Regions from separate parts of the Mus musculus genome. Here region 1 is linked to region 2. Evidence: chromatin contacts called from public Hi-C data. All regions are on one chromosome and are shown on one strand. Each heading gives the region's core, a stretch centred on a gene start, on an enhancer-like site or on the middle of the called end of the contact. The rest is flanking DNA. Distances are from core to core; before and after follow the strand shown.

Region 1 (4,529 bases), core at 605-3,104, 170 kb after region 2:
TAACTCTTTGGTCTTGGTGGGGCCCTTGCGCCTGCGCAGAGCTGAAAGAAAGGCCATACAGTCCTCATGACCACAATGAGCTTAGTCCAAGTTCATGATTCTGAGAAACACTGGAGGTTAGCTATTTCCCCAACCTTCTCCTGTGTCTGGAAATAGTAACACTCCCCCCTTTGTAATCCAGTTGACTCTGTCTATTCTGACTTCCAGGACAGACAATTCTGTTTACCCAGAACAAGACTACGACTGACTTTGCCAATTTACCTAAAAGTGATGAAATGTCCCCAAGCTGTTTCAGGAGTGATTAACTGGGATTGGAGGTTTATTTCCAAGGAACATCTAGATATAGGGATATACATTTTCTGTTCTGTTGAGCTCCTTTGAATGCAAAACTCATCCCACTATAAAAGAGTCCACCTTTAACTGTGTAGAGATTAAAGTACCAGAGCAAACTCCATTTTGTTCTCAGACTCCATTTTAAGCTAACCTGCCCTCACAATGACTTGGCTCCCACCCTTGAGTTCTGAAAAAAACAAAAAACAAAACGAAATGAAAAGCAAAAAACAACCAAACAAACAAAAATCCGAAATATTCTTGGCAGTTGCAAAACAGACGTAATAGCTGTGGTCAGTCGATAATAATGGGGTGGGCTAAGAAAACATGATTCGTTCCCAGGTGAAGATGCACCTTTTAGATGTGTGGTCCCTCCTTGTGGTTTGACCAGATGCTGTGAACCAATCAGCTTAAACGCCAACATTCCTTTAACCCTCTTACCCAACCATGTTATGTCAAGGAGGCTTGGAATACACCCCATTCCCTTAGACCTCCTCGGGCGGCTCTCCTATCCTGTTACTTGAACCCTACCTATCAAAGTATAAGAACCCCACCCTCCCACACCCCCGCCCCCCAGACATTCAACTCTCCAGCTCAGACGCTCTCCATTAATCAGATTCCGAATGAAGCAATTTCCTTAAATGTTCAATGAGTTTTGTCTTTAGCGCTGAGTAAGGGCTGACAGGTGGAAAGGAGACTTACATGCTTCGCTAGGCCCCACTTCCTCGGGGGTCTGGGCGTCAGCTTTGATCACCCTGAAGGTCTGGGGTCCATCCTGGGCCTCGCTGGGAAAAAAAAAAAAAAAAAAAAAAAAAGGGAAGTTGGATCTCTGGCCGCGCCGGCCTAGGTCCTGCCCATCCACTCTCCAAGGGGGGGGGGGGGGGGGGGCGCTCACCTGGCACGCACGCAGACCTGAGGCTCCATACGCGAGGCATACTGCAGGGGTCCTACCGACTTGGCTCCCATGGCATAGCGAGCCTTGGCAAGTGAGAGCCAACCCTGGGGAGACAGGAGAGACTTGAGACTGTTTTCCCTCCCTGTGCCCGCTTTCTATCCCTCCTTCCATTCCCCGTGGCCCACCTCCTCCACCCTGGCGTTCAGCGCCGCCCGCTTCGCCTCCAGTTCCTCCAGGTCACTGAGCAGCTGTAGGCACTTGGAGTCCAACTCCTCTCGCAGAGCCTGGACCGCCATGGCCCAGCCAGTCTTGGGACACGCGCGGATGGGCGGAGCCACTTCCTTCCAAGCCGCCGAATCACTGCGCGGCCATGTGCATGACAGCCAATAAGCGCTCAAGATCCGCCCTTAGGGGGGCAGTACTAATCGTGACCCGGAAGTCAAAGGCTTCAACTTCCGGGTGATCCCTGTCACCAGCCAGGACGCGGATTAGCGCCTGGAGCGGGATACTTCTCGAATCCGATGGCTACCAAAAGTCGGACCTTAACTTGAATCTAGGAAGCCATGCGCACAGTTCCTGCTTTTACTCTTCGCTAGCCTGCTGCCTGACCAGCTCAAGCACCGGTGAAGCCGCAGACGGACTAACTAATCAGGACGGTCTTAGACCACGTGACATCCCAAATCCGGGTAATTAATTGGTTGCCCGTCTGACCAATCACCTTGCGACGCCCTCCTCCATTCGCCATCTTAAGATGGGGCACTCTGACCGGCAGTGGAATCGAGTGAAGCCTCTAAAGGCCTTTTTGGTTGAGGGCGGAAGTGATCACTGCGTGGTGCCAGCAGCGCCAGAAGAGTTGGGACTCGTGAGGGAGCGGCGCTCATCATGGTAGGATGTTTTGATTTCCTGTTCTGGTTTAGCGGGAAAGAAGGGGACTACGGGAGGGCTGAGTTGTGGTCCTCGGTGCTCCGAAGTGGATGGTGACCCTGTGTGTTCTCTAGCTCCGTCGGGAGGCTCGCCTGCGCCGCGAGTACCTGTACCGCAAAGCCCGGGAGGAGGCGCAGCGATCCGTTCAGGAGAAGAAGGAGCGAGTCAAGCGTGCTCTAGAAGGTAAGGCCTCCCTGTGCTGGTGGGTTACAAGTCCTTGCTCGAGCATACTACACGGAGGTGTAAACGCATTTGAACTTAATGTATTTGTATCAGGGTGGCTGGTCATCTTTCCTTTCTCTGCTCGTTAGGTAGGACCTCACTGCTCACTGGTTTCTGAATGATCCCACCATGTGATAGTATGGCCGTTTATGCTACAGTTGCCCATGTCTACAGGTTGATTGCCAGTTTTGCTTACAGAATATCTAGTTTTTATTTAGTTTTAAAACATTGCCTCTGTCGGGTGGCGGCGGCGCACGGTTTCAATCCCAGCCCTCGAGAGGCAGAGACAGGCCGATCCCCGAGTTCGAAGCCAGCCTGGTCTACATAATGAGTTCCAGTACAGCCAGAGCTAAAACAGAGAATCCCTGTCTCGAAAAACCAAAAACCAAACCAAATCAAGCAACAAACCAACAAAAAACCTTTGCCTCATCTAATTGATTCCCATCTTAGGGAATGGGTCTGCAAGAATCCTTGGTATTTGTTTTTGTTGTCTTCTTCAAAACAAAATTAGAAAAACCTGTTATTGATTGTTATAATTGTCTTGCATTTTAATTCTTCTTCCATTTAGAATTTGACATTCGTTTTACAGGTTAGTTTAAAACTTTGCCTTACATTAATTCACATTTTCATTTGCCCTAATAAATGAAGATCCTCTATCACAGAGCTTAATTGGAAATGTTCTATTTATCCCTATTTTGCTTTTGTATCTAAGGAACTTCATGTCTCCCGCCTGATTGATAGTACAATATCCCTGGTGCCAGTAATTAAATTCCGTTCCTGTAATTTAGGACTATAAAGTATATGTGTGTCATGTAACGTTTTTTTGAGTTAAGAAGCATAATGTTAGGGCTGGGATTGTACCACAGTTGTTAGAGAGTGCTTCCTAACATGAAGGAGGCTCTGGATTCTGTCCCCAGCCTGACTCAACTGTGCCTGGGGGCCTATGTCCCAACACTGGTAAGGTGGAGGCTAGAGGATCAGGAGTTCAAGGCTTGCTTTGGCTGCATGAGTTTCAGATCAGCCTGGGCTATATAAGCATAATGTTAAGTATCTGTGACCCATTACCATAACTTAAAAAAAAAGTTTTAAAAAAATGGCTCAAGGATTCAGAGCACTTCCTGCTCTTTGAGAGGACCCAAATTCATTCCCTACTACCCATATAGAGTGACTCACAACTGTCTGTAACCCCAGGGATCCAGTGTCCTCTGGCCTTAGCAGCTACCTGAACACATGTGAACTCAGGCAGGAACACATACACAGAAAAATGATCAATATATTAGCATTTGCAACCATCTATTATTAACTATATTATTATTAACTATATTAAATATTGCATTAAAAGAAACTGTTGTAAGTATTATTTGTGTTCACATTATGCCTACTTATATCCCTAGGTTATTAGCGTATGTGTTTGGCTTTGTATTTGTTTGGGTTGGGGGCTCAGTATTGTTTCTAAGATGCAGAAGGAATGGTTGGACTTTTCTTCTTGTGGGTATCCCTAGGGAGGCTCCTTTTCCTGTGGCAGAGGAGAGCTTATGTCACTTGGTAGCTAGCTTGACAGAGTGCTGCTGTGACTCTCTCCCTTCCCTCACATGCTGGAGATGCGGAACTGGGCCTCAGGCCTTGCTGTCCACCTTAGTTCACAGAAAGAACCTCTGACCCCCGGCCAGCTGAGGCCATGCGCCTTGAGGTTACCTGTGCCTCCAGGTAGCAGTGTTCTTTTTTTATATTGTTTTGTTGTTATTGGTTTTTGAGCCAGGGTCTCACTATGTAGACTTGTCTGGCCTCACTCTTAGAGATCCCCTGCCTTTGCCTTCTGAGTGCTGGGATCAAAGGCAGGCGTGCTAACCACCTTAGTAGGCAGTGTGAAGACTTGGAGGTCACTGGTCTTCCTTCCTACTTAAGAAACAATTTCTTTCTGTCTTTTAAATGTATTTATTTACTTAAGTATGAGTGCTCTGGTTGCATGTCCACCTATATGCCAGAAGGGGGTGTCAGATTCCTTTATGGGTAGTAGTGAGCTGTGGTATGGTTGCTGGGAATTGAGCTCTGGACCTCTAGAAGAGCAGACAGTGCTTAACTGCTGTGCCATCTCACTAGCCCCTTTCTATTTTTTTTTTAAGCATTTATTATTTTTGTAGTGCTCCTCAACACCAAG
Region 2 (4,707 bases), core at 963-3,462:
GAGATTGTCTGTCATTAAATGCCTTGAAGAATGCTGCCTAGGAGGGCACAGTGAAAGTATTTTTTCACTAGCTACCGGGGTAACAGTTATCAAATATAGCGAAGTTGTTTCAGTAGGGCCGCATGGCAAACACCAAGATTTAATCCCTCGTACTCATTGCTAAGTTAATGTTGAATAGTTTTTTAAGATTGTAGGAAACACCCTAAAAGCTTGCAGGCTGAAAATGCTGTTGTCCTACCATTTCTATTAATGTCTCTGGGCTCTGGGCAGCAGTAACTTGCCAGACTCTTTATAAAAACAAACTATGTTTGTTCTCATGGAATGAGTTTACAGAACCATTTACGTCTTAGGAAATCTGGCCATTGTCTTAAAAGTACCAGTGATTAGAATTGTGTGTAATAGGGGTGGAAAGTCAGACACCCAGCCTGGTTATTTCGGCTGGAGATCTGTGGGAACCTTTTAACGCTGTTCGTGTGACTAAGAAACAGGCCCTCTTACCTTTTTTACCCTTTAACTTTGAAAGACCAGTGTGTTGTGACTTGAGATTGCCAAAAACCAAGGCTGAAAGAAAGTTTCTATCCTCTGCTTTGCAGTCTCCCCTGCCTCTGAGCATCAGAGGAAGGAATCTGTAGAATTGTCCTATTGATGCAGACACCAGCAGTATTTAACTCTCAGACTTTGAGGAAGGGTTTCCTGCTGGTAGCATATCAAAGAGCATGCTCTGCAGAACCTGGCTCCTTACTCAAGTCGGGTTTGTGCCTTTGGAAAACTCTGGCTCATCGGATGCCTCAGAAACGGATTCAGTCGCCAGAGAAGGATCCGTCTGGGGGCTGCCTGTCTCATCTGGAAAGCCTCCGGGGTCTGGGTTCCCCTCCAGACGTGCGATGTCGTACATAGGATAAGAGATGACATTTTTTTCTTGATTGTTGCCAAACATACATCAGTGAGTGGTAGGGTAGGTTTATAATGAACTCTCGACTAACGCTAGGCAAAGGAGTCCTTTCAAGTTAGTAGTTCCAGCATCCCTTCAGTGCGAGAATAATGTAATACAGTTCTTCTTGCAAAACAGTCATTAGAAAACATATGTCTTAGATGTGTGGTGCTGTTATAATGAGAAGAGAAGCGTGAGCGTATCCCCTAAGATAAGGGATGCTACGATTAAGTCGAATTAAACTGGACTTGAATCAATGAAAATGTTTTAATCATCAAGTCATAATCTCTACAGATCTCTACAGAAGTATGTAGTAGATCAGCTACAAGGTCATTCTAGTGGGGATAGCTGTCAAGTGTGTGTGCAGTCCCTTTGAGAGTGCTGGCCAACTAAATGTATGTCCATTTAGGGAGCCACAAAGCTGGAGGGAGGGACTCTGTTGCCTTAACACTTTTTGTTATGAGGCTTCGGCTTCAGAATATTTCACACCGAAAGAAATGAAACAGGTAGAGTGGACTAGAGCTGTGGCTCAGGTGCTAGATTCCTTATGCAGCATGCATAAAGACCTGGGCTTGATCCCTCGGCAATACCTACAACTGGATGTGGTACCCCACACCTGTATTCCAAGCACGCGGGAGGTGGAAAAAGTCAGCCTAGCAGCGGCAGCAGCACACCTTTATCCCTAGCATTTGGGACTCAAAAACAGGTAGTTTAATCTCTGTGAATTCAAGACCAGCTTGGTCTACAGAGCAAATCCCCAGGACTGCCAGGGCTACACAGCAAAACCCTGTCTTGAAAAACAAAACCACAACAAACAAAGTAAAAACAAAAAAGAATTCCAGTGTCGTCTTTAGCTACCTGTTGAGTTGGAGGTTTGCTTGGGATGCCCGAGACCCCTCTCTGTTACTGTGTTTCCAGTGAATGATCACGCTAACATTTTCAGGTGCTCCAAAACGACGTCTTAGCCCACCAGTCCACGGTAGAAGCCGTCAACAAAGCAGGAAATGATCTCATCGAGTCGAGTGAAGGCGAAGAAGCAAGCAACCTCCAGTACAAGCTCAGAATTCTCAATCAGCGCTGGCAGGATATTTTGGAAAAGACAGATCAAAGAAAGCAGCAGCTGGACAGCGCCTTGCGCCAGGTGACTAGAGAGGCGGAGAGAGTCCCCAAGTGATGCGGGTGTGCCTTGCTAGCCCTTGTGCAGGTCCAATGGTGATGCTTTAAAGAGAGGAGTAAAAATAATCGGGATAAAGAGCAGAGCTGATAAGGAGGCGGAGCTCCAGTTCTTAGCCTAATAGCCTAATACCCTTATGCCCGAGCTTCCTCGGCGTGCTCAGGTAGTGAGCACAGCTCCTGGCACCTGGCATTCTGATGAGATGCAGAGACGGCTTAGCAGGCTGGGGCCATTTTGACCTTGCTGGAGAGTGATAGCATTTGTGACACAAACTTAAAAACCACCTGTCACTGCAGGCCAAAGGGTTCCACGGTGAAATCGAAGATTTGCAACAGTGGCTGACGGACACAGAGCGTCATCTCTTGGCATCTAAACCTCTGGGAGGTCTCCCAGAGACAGCCAAGGAGCAGCTTAACGCACATATGGTACGTATGGTATTTTCTACACCCCTCGCCCTGGTCTTACATAGATAATAATGGAAGATGATATAGTTAAAAAATTAAGTTTTGTGGCAAAAATCACTATGTGTACATGCTAGAAACAGCACCATTTAGCAATTAAATTTTTCAAGTAAGAATCTGTCTCAGAGGCTAAAAAAAGTTTTAAAGAAGTTTAGCAGTTCTGTGTCTGTCTGTCTGTCTCTCTCACATACACACACTCTCTTTCTCTCTCTCTCTCTCTCTCTCTCTCTCTCTCTCACACACACACACACACACACACCAAGCATTGTATCAGTTATAAACTGGTATCCCCTGAAGTATAAAGACACTTCTCTAAAATACTCTGATAGTTTAATATGATTATAATTAAGACAGTACTCATGAGCGAGTAATTCATGTAGTCCTGTGGTTTGGGTTTACCGTTCACAGCTAGGCCAGGCCCATTTGCTTGAAGAGCAAAGTAAGTAGTCTTGCCAACGACTGCGTGACCTCAGAGTGTCTATCACTGTGAAACCCTGCATGACTTTCCCATCCTTCCTTACCTCCCTGGACAGTCTTACATAGCGTTCACGTAGTTCATCACTTGTTAAGTAACTAAGAATGAATTCTGTCTCCAGAATGATACACTTTAAAAGAGTGCAAGAGCTTGTAAGCAGAGTACTAATCTCTCAAGTTTCAGAAAACCGCTATGTAGAAAACAACTTCGTTTGCATAGGATACACAGAGTGAACTTCATGTAACCCTACATGATTTCTTTGACTAAAAATTCCATGTTTAAAAACAAACAAAAAAGCAATAACAAAAACCCTGCAGAGGGCCTAGAGAGAGAGTGCCCAGCAGTAAAGAGGGCTTATTGTTCTTCCAGAGGACCACAGTTCGTTCTCAGCACCTACCTGGCAGCTCACAACCATCTGTAAACCTCCAGGGCATCAGATTCCTCCTCCTGGCCCCTGGGGGCTCCTGCTTGCATGTGGTGCACACAAACCCACAGACCTACACCTACATCTAAAAATTAAACAAATCTTCCCTAACAGACTGGAAAGCACTGTAATGCCACGGGAGTGGTTTCCTTTGGATCTGCTTGTGGTTCTAGCACATTCTCACTGTGCTAGAAATGAAGATAAGAACAAAATCGGTTTTCACTTAACCTGAGGCTGCTTCCGGATTTAATGCTTTTTAAAGATGAAACTGTAGCCGGGCATTGGTGGCGCATGCTTTTAATCCCAGCATTTGGGAGGCAGAGGCAGGCAGATTTCTGAGTTTGAGGTCAACCTGGTCTACAGAGTGAGTTCCAGGACAGCCAGGGCTATACAGAGAAACCCTGTCTTAAAAAAGAAAGAAAGAAACTGTAAATGTGCTTTGTTTTTTTTAATATGCTAGAATTATTTTAAGTTATTTATGTTATATATGTGAGTACACTGTCACTGTCTTCAGGCACACCAGAAGAGGGCATCAGATCCCCATTACAGATGGTTGTGAGCCACCATGTGGTTGCTGGAAATTGAACTCGGGACCTCTGGAAGAGCAGTCAGTGCTCTTAGCCGTTGAGCACTCTCTCCAGCCCCTAATGAGTTGGTTGGTTTTTAAGGATGAAGAGATACGTTTTTTAGCTGATGAAGATGTAGTGAGACCACATTGTAACTTCGTTCACATCACTGAACAGTGTATTTCAAGTGGTTAATTTTATTAACAATAAAATTAATTCTCATTTTTAAAAAAATTATTAACTTGTAAGATGTCGAATATATAACTTTCCATCGGGATTCAGCCCATGTTACAATTCAACCAACGAGATAGAAAATGTCTTCGTTTGTAATGAGTTGTATCCATTGTTTCACTGGTGGTGTGCTTAGTCCTATAGCTGGATCTCCCTGTGTTCACTGTAGAGGGTGTATACAGCATTCTCATTGGCAACATTGAAAGTTTTCTCAAACGTGGCTCCCGTAACCTGGCAGTCTTTCTATCAACTCGTATCTTTCTGAACTGAGTTTTGTTTTCTGTCCATCACAAATTTTCTGGGTACAAGATTAAACTGTACCAATTCTTTCTTCTAGTTATAATATGGTGGTTAAAAAGGACATAGAAGTTTCAGCTTACAGAGGGGGAACTCCTCGGAGAAGTTAAATTGTTAGCACAACACCCAGATCTGACTCATCACTGTG

The links. A called contact is a pair of places that touch in the nucleus more often than the background predicts.
Region 1: a contact with region 2 is called in a Hi-C map of rod photoreceptor, with 3 times the contacts expected there. The contact joins the promoter of Ccdc115 here to the enhancer-like site in region 2. A contact is called at or near these places in 1 of 15 datasets of contacts at CTCF or cohesin (the NIH/3T3 cell line), 2 of 484 Hi-C or Micro-C datasets (granulocyte-monocyte progenitors and rod photoreceptor), 9 of 115 datasets of contacts at active chromatin or transcription factors (bone marrow-derived macrophages, embryonic forebrain, embryonic hindbrain and 3 more) and 3 of 9 other capture datasets (adipose tissue, embryonic stem cells and pancreatic islet).

The regions. Positions count from the first base shown.
Region 1 is chr1:34,437,818-34,442,346 of GRCm38.p6, forward strand. It overlaps Ccdc115 (coiled-coil domain containing 115), which reads right to left and starts at 1,855. Exons shown (of 5, transcript NM_027159.2): 1 at 1,411-1,855; 2 at 1,226-1,329; 3 at 1,033-1,115; 4 at 1-41. The coding sequence starts at 1,521. It overlaps Imp4 (IMP4, U3 small nucleolar ribonucleoprotein), which reads left to right and starts at 2,012. Exons shown (of 9, transcript NM_178601.3): 1 at 2,012-2,110; 2 at 2,224-2,332. The coding sequence starts at 2,108.
Region 2 is chr1:34,268,954-34,273,660 of GRCm38.p6, forward strand. It overlaps Dst (dystonin), which reads left to right. Exons shown (of 103, transcript NM_001276764.1): 80 at 1,875-2,072; 81 at 2,402-2,530. Among named protein-coding and RNA genes, the nearest start is that of Gm26788, 93 kb to the left of the region's middle. Within about 2 kb of position 2,213, at least 2 of the 459 cell types and tissues checked have an H3K27ac peak or open chromatin away from gene starts, as enhancers often do. A contact at or near this core is called in rod photoreceptor, where this site is marked.